2 separate regions of the Sus scrofa genome follow, and region 1 is linked to region 2. The links are chromatin contacts, called in public Hi-C maps. All regions are on one chromosome and are shown on one strand. The core of a region is the stretch at or near the end of the contact, and the rest is flanking DNA. Distances in the headings are between cores, read along the strand shown. Region 1 holds the start of RUFY2 (RUN and FYVE domain-containing protein 2). Region 2 holds the start of DNA2 (DNA replication ATP-dependent helicase/nuclease DNA2).

What was found. Hi-C and Micro-C count contacts between places; a contact is called where the count stands out from the background.
Region 1: a contact with region 2 is called in a Hi-C map of heart right ventricle, with 4 times the contacts expected there. The contact joins the promoter of RUFY2 here to the promoter of DNA2 in region 2. A contact is called at or near these places in 3 of 47 Hi-C or Micro-C datasets (embryonic fibroblasts, epiblast stem cells and heart right ventricle).

What each region holds. Positions count from the first base shown.
Region 1 is chr14:71,545,710-71,549,673 of Sscrofa11.1, forward strand. It overlaps RUFY2 (RUN and FYVE domain-containing protein 2), which reads right to left and starts at 2,028. Exons shown (of 19, transcript XM_021073521.1): 1 at 1,412-2,028. The coding sequence starts at 1,493.
Region 2 is chr14:71,604,100-71,608,352 of Sscrofa11.1, forward strand. It overlaps DNA2 (DNA replication ATP-dependent helicase/nuclease DNA2), which reads right to left and starts at 2,968. Exons shown (of 21, transcript XM_021072448.1): 1 at 2,233-2,968; 2 at 786-971. The coding sequence starts at 2,408.

The DNA.
Region 1 (3,964 bases), core at 778-3,277, 59 kb before region 2:
CACACACATATAGATAGATAGATAGATAAATAGATAGATAGATAGATAATCTTTGCTGTTTAGGGCCACACCCGTGGCAGATGGAGGTTCCCAGGCTAGGGGTCCAATCGGAACTACAGCTGCCTACCCAGCCACAGCAACGCCAGATCCAACCGCATCTGCGACCTACACCACAGCTGCAACACTGGATTCTTAACCCACTGAATGAGGCCAGGGATCGAACCCGAAATCTCATGATTCCTAGTAGGATTCAGTTCTGCTGCGCAACGACGGAAACTCCAATATTTTCAACTAACAAAAAAATTTATTTTCTTTCCAAATAAATAAAATTTATTTTATTATCAGTTTTCTTATAAATTCAGATACTTCTCCATACTCTCATCACTTTTGTGATTGGCAGAAATATTTTCAGCAAACACGGATGACAAAATGAAGTGGGGGAGAAAATAAAGCACTTATGTTTCATAATCTCTGCCAAATTTACTAGTCCAAGAAAACCAAGTGTCTGTTTTTGCTTCACTGGACAAAAGTCCAGGATTCCCAATGATCTAGTATTCTAGTTCTGACCTCAGACAGCTAAGCATGAAGCCTGGCGCTGAATCCTAAGCAACTTAAAATGCAGTCACAACTGCTATGACCAAGCAAGCTGGTGGAGAATCTCCACACGACATCATTTCTTCAAATCTGCATCGTGGCAAGATTCCCTCTTTTTCGGGGGCAAAAGCACTCGATGTTTCATAATCTGTGACAATTCTCACATTTCTTAACAGCGCCCATCACAATCTTCAATGTGTGAAGCGACAACCAGACAAAGGGCGCATCTCCAGCTGCTCTGGGGTAGGTCGGAGCTGGACGCCGCAGCTTCCATGCCAAAGAGCGTTTACACCCAGGCGGGCCCCGCCAGGACTCGTGGATGCGTCTAGCTGGGTCGCAGCCCTCAAATTCCTGCATCTTGCCCGGGCCTAGAGCCCCTTCCCTGCCTCCCCTCCTCTCCGCCCACAGGGCTGCCCAAAAGGTTCGGGGCGCCCCCGGGACCCGCGCGAAGGGCTCACCCGAAGTCCTGCGCGGCATCGTTGCCCCTCTCCCGCCCGCGGCGTCGGGAACCCAGGCCCCAACCTGAGACGCCTCCCTCTGCCACCCCCAACCCTGAAAAGTCATCGTCCGTCCCCGACTGTTCCCTCGACCTGGGAGCCGCACCCTCGCCGGCCCTGCCCTCGCTCCCGGTAAGCCGTCGGACCACCAACCCTCTGCCATTAGGCCCCCAAACGCGGGCGGGAGCAGGAGGGAACACTGGATAACCGCGCGTTGCCATGGCGACCCCCGGCGCCCCCGAGCACCCGGCTGCCCCCGCCCAGCACCAGGCCCAGGTTCCGGCCCCAGTTCCGACCCCGAGGCCTAGAAGCCCACCCACCACCAGTCCTCCCTGCCCAGCCGCGGTCTTGGCCCAGCACAGAGGGCCCGACGTCCGCTCTCGGCCTGCTCCTCTTACCCATGGTGGCGACTGCAGCGGTGGCGCGGTCTCGGGCGGAGACGCCCTGGGCCCCGCCAGCAGCTCCCTTCAAGCGCTCGGCGGCCGCCAGGGCGTTTGCGACCAGGCCCACTGAGGCCCACAGCGCTCCCGGCGGCTGGAGGACGCCCGGCGGTCCCGCGGCGGCGGGGTTGGGTGGGGGCCGCGGCGCCTGCAGCCGACAGCAGAGAAATCCGCCTTCGCGGAGACTCTATACATCCAGCCCGACCCAAAGGAGAAGCAAAAAGGGCATGAGGAAAACCTCGAGTGGAGAAGCGGGAGGGCGGACCTTGGTGGGACCACCTGCCTCACCCGAGCGCTAGGGCTGTGTTTCCGAGGGAATGCGAGCCTCGTGCAAACGTTTTCATCCGCAGGGTCCGCCTAGCTTTGATCTAACACACCTAAATGCTTCCCTTTCCTCGCAAATTCGTAGGAGACCAGAAGAATTTAGAAAATCTGAAGCAATTAACATTATGCAGAAATCTGCTAAAACAATTCGAACGCCCAAATCACGACGTTTAAACCAGTAAATCCACTGGTTTATAAAAGGCAGTGAGGACCGATCTCATTGATCAAGGGAAAGAGTTCCTGAGATAAAGCCAGCAAACCAGGGTTTTCTCATTTCAGGGAGGGGAAAAACTCTCATGGTCTTATGACAGTAGGTTTAAGTTTTATCAGTTTTGGGAAAGCGAGCTATTATCTAGTTAGATCAGTACTTGTTAAAAACAGTAGCCGATTTAGAAATAGAGGAATATTTCGTGGATATAGAGCGATGTTTATCTCTTGATCATTTTGGCCATTATCTAGTTAGATCAGTACTTGTTAAAAACAGTAGCCGATTTAGAAATAGAGGGATATTTCGTGGATATAAAGCGATGTTTATCTCTCGATCATTTTGGCCAGTATAAAGTTCTGTTATGCTTCTTTTTTTTTATGGATTTTTTTTTTTTTTTTTTTTTTTTTTTTTGTCTTTTTGCTATTTCTTGGGCCGCTCCCGCGGCATATGGAGGTTCCCAGGCTAGGGGTCGAATCGGAGCTGCGGCCACCAGCCTACACCAGAGCCACAGCAACGCAGGATCCGAGCCGCGTCTGCAACCTACACCACAGCTCACGGCAACGCCGGATCGTTAACCCACTGAGGGAGGGCAGGGACCGAACCCGCAACCTCATGGTTCCTAGTCGGATTCATTAACCACTGCGCCACGACGGGAACTCCTGTTATGCTTCTTTACTTCTTTTGGTTTTGATTTTTTTTTCTTTTTATGCGCCCCCCCCCCCCCCCGCCCTGTGGCACATCAAAGTTCCCAGGCCAGGGGTGGAATGGCACTGCAGCTTCAGTCCTAAGCCACAGGCACAGCCACAGTGACAGCAAGGAGGGGTACAAGTGGCAGTTTGTGGCAACACCAGATCCTTAACCCACTGAGCAAGGCCAGGGATGAACCTCATCCTTAGATAATGTCAGACCCTTAACCCAGTGAGCCACAACAAGAACTCCCCAAATTTTCTTTACTGTGAGATAATCATTCATGGATAAAAATGTATGAAGCATATATACATTTAAAGACTCATAAAGTAAACAGCTGGGTAAACACTACCACATTAAGCAAGAAGAGGACAGGAGAGTTAGCCTCCCCGAGGAAAAGCCTCCAGGTATAATCCCCCTAGAAGTAAATATGATTCTTTTATGAGAATCCTTTCTTTGCTTTTTTTGCATGTAACTACCATGGTAAATACATGCCCCTAATCAATGTAGTTTATTTTGCCAGTTTATAAATTTTTCACAAGTGGAATAACATTACAAACACTGTAAAGTGTTTCTTTTGTTCAACATGATTCATGTCCATAAGGAGTTTCCAGGTTGGGGTGTTTCCAGGTTGTATATATGGAACCAAGCAGTAAATGATTAGGACAATAGAGTCACAGACACAGTACTGATGCACATTTCCTGAGTTCTTTTACAGATACTGTAACTGCTGCAAGAGGAAAAAAAGCAACCGCATGATGACCAGTCTGTAGCTATGGCATTAGCTGCTCCAGCTGGAGCAGTACAAAATCTATGGTTAGTATCATTTCAAGAACTGGTCTCAAGAGAATGGGATTAATGCTGTTACTCATTATAATCTATATCTTTGTGGGCATCAAAATAATTGTAGCTTGTTCTGCCTGTGTATATAAACAGGCAGTTACAAGTGTCAGCAAAGAGATGCTACAGATCCATGTTGATATTTTCCACTCAGAATAGAGTGTCCTATGTCAGCATGAACTTACAGAAGATAGACCTCCTCCCCGAAACCCATAGAAATGGAATGATGTTCTGACAAGAGGGGATTTGTAAGCAGCTCTTTGCAGTAAACCACCTTCAGCAGGAAGCCCCTTCTCTTGTCCCTTTTTTTTTTAAGGGCCACATCTGTGGCATATCAAGGTTCCCAAGCTAGGGGTGGAATCCCTAGCTCTAGC
Region 2 (4,253 bases), core at 1,718-4,217:
CAAACCCAGTGCAGCAAGAATAAAATCATATTTATCTATTTCAAACACCTAACTTGCAAGCTAGACAAAACTAGGACTCCACCTTCTCTGCAGATCCCTAACACCTCTCATATAACACATATTACTTGAGTAGCAACATCTACAATCTAAGGACCTTCTTATGCTGTAATCAGTTTTGTCCTTAGTGAGTACTAATGAGTTTTAAGCTGCAATCCCAGAAAGCACTGGGAAAGAGAAAGTGACTTAATAAGTTCCCTTGTACCTGATTTTCAAATGACAATAAAAAACAAGTTTTGGAATAAGAGACTTGAGATGCTGGGATAACAAGCACAATTTTTACGTAGAATTACCTCATAATCTACTCTCTTTGCTAACAAGTACTGCAACATCCACACAAGCCCACGTGATTGTTTTTAAAAATGGTACCCTTGGAGTTCCCGTCGTGGCACAGTGGTTAACGAATCCGACTAGGAACCATGAGGTTTCGGGTTCGGTCCCTGCCCTTGCTCAGTGGGTTAACGATCTGGCGTTGCCGTGAACTGTGGTGTAGGTTGCAGACGCGGCTCGGATCCTGAGTTGCTGTGGCTTTGGCGTAGGCCGGTGGCTACAGCTCCGATTCAACCCCTAGCCTGGGAACCTCCATATGCCGCGGGAGCAGCCCAAGAAATAGCAACAACAACAACAACAAAAAAGACAAAAGACAAAAAAAAAAAAAAAAAAAAAGAAAAGAAAAAAATGGTACCCTTAACACTCTGCTAGATTAATGCGCAAAGTCCAAAAATTACCAGTCATTCCTCAGGATACACAGTTCTTTTTCTTCTAGTGAGTGGGAAGCAGTAATAATTAGGTGCTTTTCATAGTTTCCTTCTTCATTCTGTACAATGTTGACTGCTAATACCAGGTACCGGTTATCCATTCCTCGGATCAGAACTGTTTTAGAAAAGGAAGCTTCCACATTCTTCTTCTGAAATCTAAAGCATACACATTCAAAAACTACCATAGCACAAGCATGAAATAAAAAGCCATCCAATCTCCTTTATCTACAAACCAACCTTCTAGTTGTTTTCTTCTGGAAAACTTATCAAAATGACCAATGACTAAAAAAATTAAAAATTAAGAAGGTAGGGCATAGCAGAATTCCTAGTATAAAAACTTAACGGAGTTCCCTAGGTGGCTCAGTAGTAACAAACCCGATTTATATCCATGTGGATGAGGGCTCGATTCCTGGTCCCGCCAGTGGGTTAAGGACCTGGCGTTGCCATGAGCAACGTGTAAGTAGCAGACTCATCTCGGATCTGGTGTTGCTGTGGTGTCGGCAGGCAGCTGCACCTCCGAATGGACCGCTAGCCTGGGAACCTCCATATACCACGGGTGTGGCCCTAAAAAGACTGGAAGGAGGGAAGAAGGGAGGGAAGGAAGGAGGGAGGAAGGAAGGAAATAATTCTACCCCATGCGAAGGCAGGCAGGCAGGCAGGCAGGCAGGAAGGAAGGAAGGAAGGAAATAATTCTACACCATGCCAGGTAATCAAGTTTCCCCGACCAATACGAGGGTACAAAGTTCTCCTCCCTGGGATAACATTCTCCAACTAAACATCAAGAAAAGCATCTAGGAGTTCCCGTCGTGGCGCAGTGGTTAACGAATCCGACTAGGAACCGTGAGGTCGCGGGTTCGGTCCCTGCCCTTGCTCAGTGGGTTAACGATCCGGCGTTGCCGTGAGCTGTGGTGTAGGTTGCAGACACGGCTCGGATCCCGCGTTGCTGTGGCTCTGGCGTAGGCCGGTGGCTACAGCTCCGATTCAACCCCTAGCCTGGGAACCTCCATATGCCGCAGGAGCGGCCCAAGAAATAGCAACAACAACAAAAGACAAAAAAGACCAAAAAAAAAAAAAAAAAAAGAAAAAGAAAAGCATCTAGCAGTTGCAATTCCCTTTTATGAAGGCATTTAAGGTGGCTGGGACCCAAAAAAATCCAGAAAGCGGTGATAGTAAGGTAAGGAAGGACCTGCTGAGTGAGGGAGAGTCTTCGAGCTCTTGCCCGGGCTTAGCCCTAAAAAGAACCCTGCGAAGCAGACCCCAGCTCCAGAAACTCGCCGGGGCCAGGAGACCTGAGCTCGGTCACTCCTACCAGAGCCCGGTTCCATGGAGGCGTGGTTGCGGCCTCTCCCGCTCTTTTCTTTTCAAAATTCCCGCTTGGCTCCCAGATCCTCCCCGCCCCAACCCCCACTCTGCTCACAGCTTCGCAGGCGGCGCAGCCTCGTCACCGAAACTCTTCTCCATGAGCAGCTCCAAATCGCCCATCTGCTCCATCCTGGGCGCCGAGACCGAAAACTGCCGCCAGGTAAAAACTGGTGAACAGTGATCAGCACTGGAAAGGAAAAGAGACACGAGTCCGCCAGGCGACGTGCGCATGCGCCGACCGCCGCGATCCCAAGTGACCTGCGCGGGCAGCCCTTCCCGCGCCCGGAGGGTAAAGCTTGGAGAGCCGCACCGGGGCAGCAAAGGCTGAAAAGGCGCCCTTGATCCTTCGCTTTAGGGTTAGGAAAGCAAGGACTCTTCGTAACCCGACCTAGACTAAATGCTTCCGCCCTCTCTCTAGACACGCTGACCCATGCCCCACACACGCTCTTAGTAAGCTCTTAGTACTATTTGCAGTTGCCCAAATCCAGGTGTGCCTTGAATCTCCTCTTTCCTTTCCATCTCACTGTCACTACCTGATAATTATCTCTCACACGTGCTTCCATTCTTAACTCCCTGCAATTTATTCTTTCCCCTTTCCCAATATTTTACCATGAAAATTTTCAAATGTACAGAAAAGTTGAGAATTATATAATGAACACTGTATACATATCACCTAAAGTTTACAATTAGCATTTGCTGTCTTAAGAGTTCTCTTTGTGGCTCAGTGGGTTAACTAACCCGACTAGTATCCATGAGGAGGCCGGTTCGATCCATGTCCTTGCTCAGTGGGTTAAGGATCCGGTGTTGAGCTGTGGTGTAGGTCAAAGACTCCGCCCGGATCCACTGGTCCTGGCGTAGGCCGGCAGGTACAGCACCTATTCAACCCCTAGCCTGGGAACCTCCATATGCCGCGGGTGCAGCCCAAAGTAGACAAAAGACAAAAGAAAAAGGTACAGAATGTTCTTCTCACCTCCAGAAAGTTCTTTTCATACCCTCCCCAAGTAACATCCTTCCCCACTGGAAACCCAGCCACTAACCCGATTTTTTTTTCACCAGAGATTAGAGTTGTCTATTCTACAACTTCATATAATGAAAATCAAATGATGTGTACTATTTTGTGTCTGGCTTCTTTCACTCAGTATAACGTTTTTGAGATGCATCCATTTTGTTACACGAACCAGAAGTTTGTTTCTTTTTATTGCTGAATAGTAGTCTGTTTGGCCAGTCTCCTGTTGACGAATGATTTACAGTGTTTTGCTATCTTGAATAAAGCAGGACAAATATTCTTTTTTTTTTTTTTTTTTTTTTTTTTTTTTTGTCTTTTGTCTTTTTGCCTTTTCTAGGGCCGCTCTTGCGGCATATGGAGATTCCCAGGCTAGGGGTCCAATCAGAGCTGAAGCCACCAGCCTACACCAGAGCCACAGCAATGCGGGATCCGAGCCACGTCTGCAACCTATACCGCAGCTCACGGCAATGCTGGATCCTCAACCCACTGAGCAAGGCCAGGGATCAAACCTGCAACCTCATGGTTCCTAGTCGGATTCATTAACCACTGCGCCACGACGGGAACTCCAGGACAAATATTCTTGTATACATTTTTTGGTGGATGTGTGCTTGTATTCGCCTTTTTAAATAAATTTTTATTATGGTTGATTTACAATGTACTGTCAATTTCTGCTGTACAGCAAAGTGACCTAGGTGTACACATCTTCTATTTCTCGCATTATCCTCCATCATGTTCCATCACGTGTTTCAATACAGTTCCCTGTGCTATAGCAGGATCTCATTGTTTGTCTACTCCAAAGGCAATAGTTTGCAGGTATTTGTCTTGAGTACATATCTTGGGGTGAAATTTCTTGACTATGGGTAGGTTTATATTTAGGTTTAATAGAGCTTTAGCCAAGTGGTTGTAACATTTTACACTATCACCAACAATGTGTGAGAATTTCAGTTTCTGCATATCCTTGACATTTGATGCCGTCAGTCCTAACAGCCTTAATTTGCATTCCTCCATCACTAATAATATTACTTGATCACATGCCTAGTCATTTGTATATCCCCCTTTGTTAATGTCTG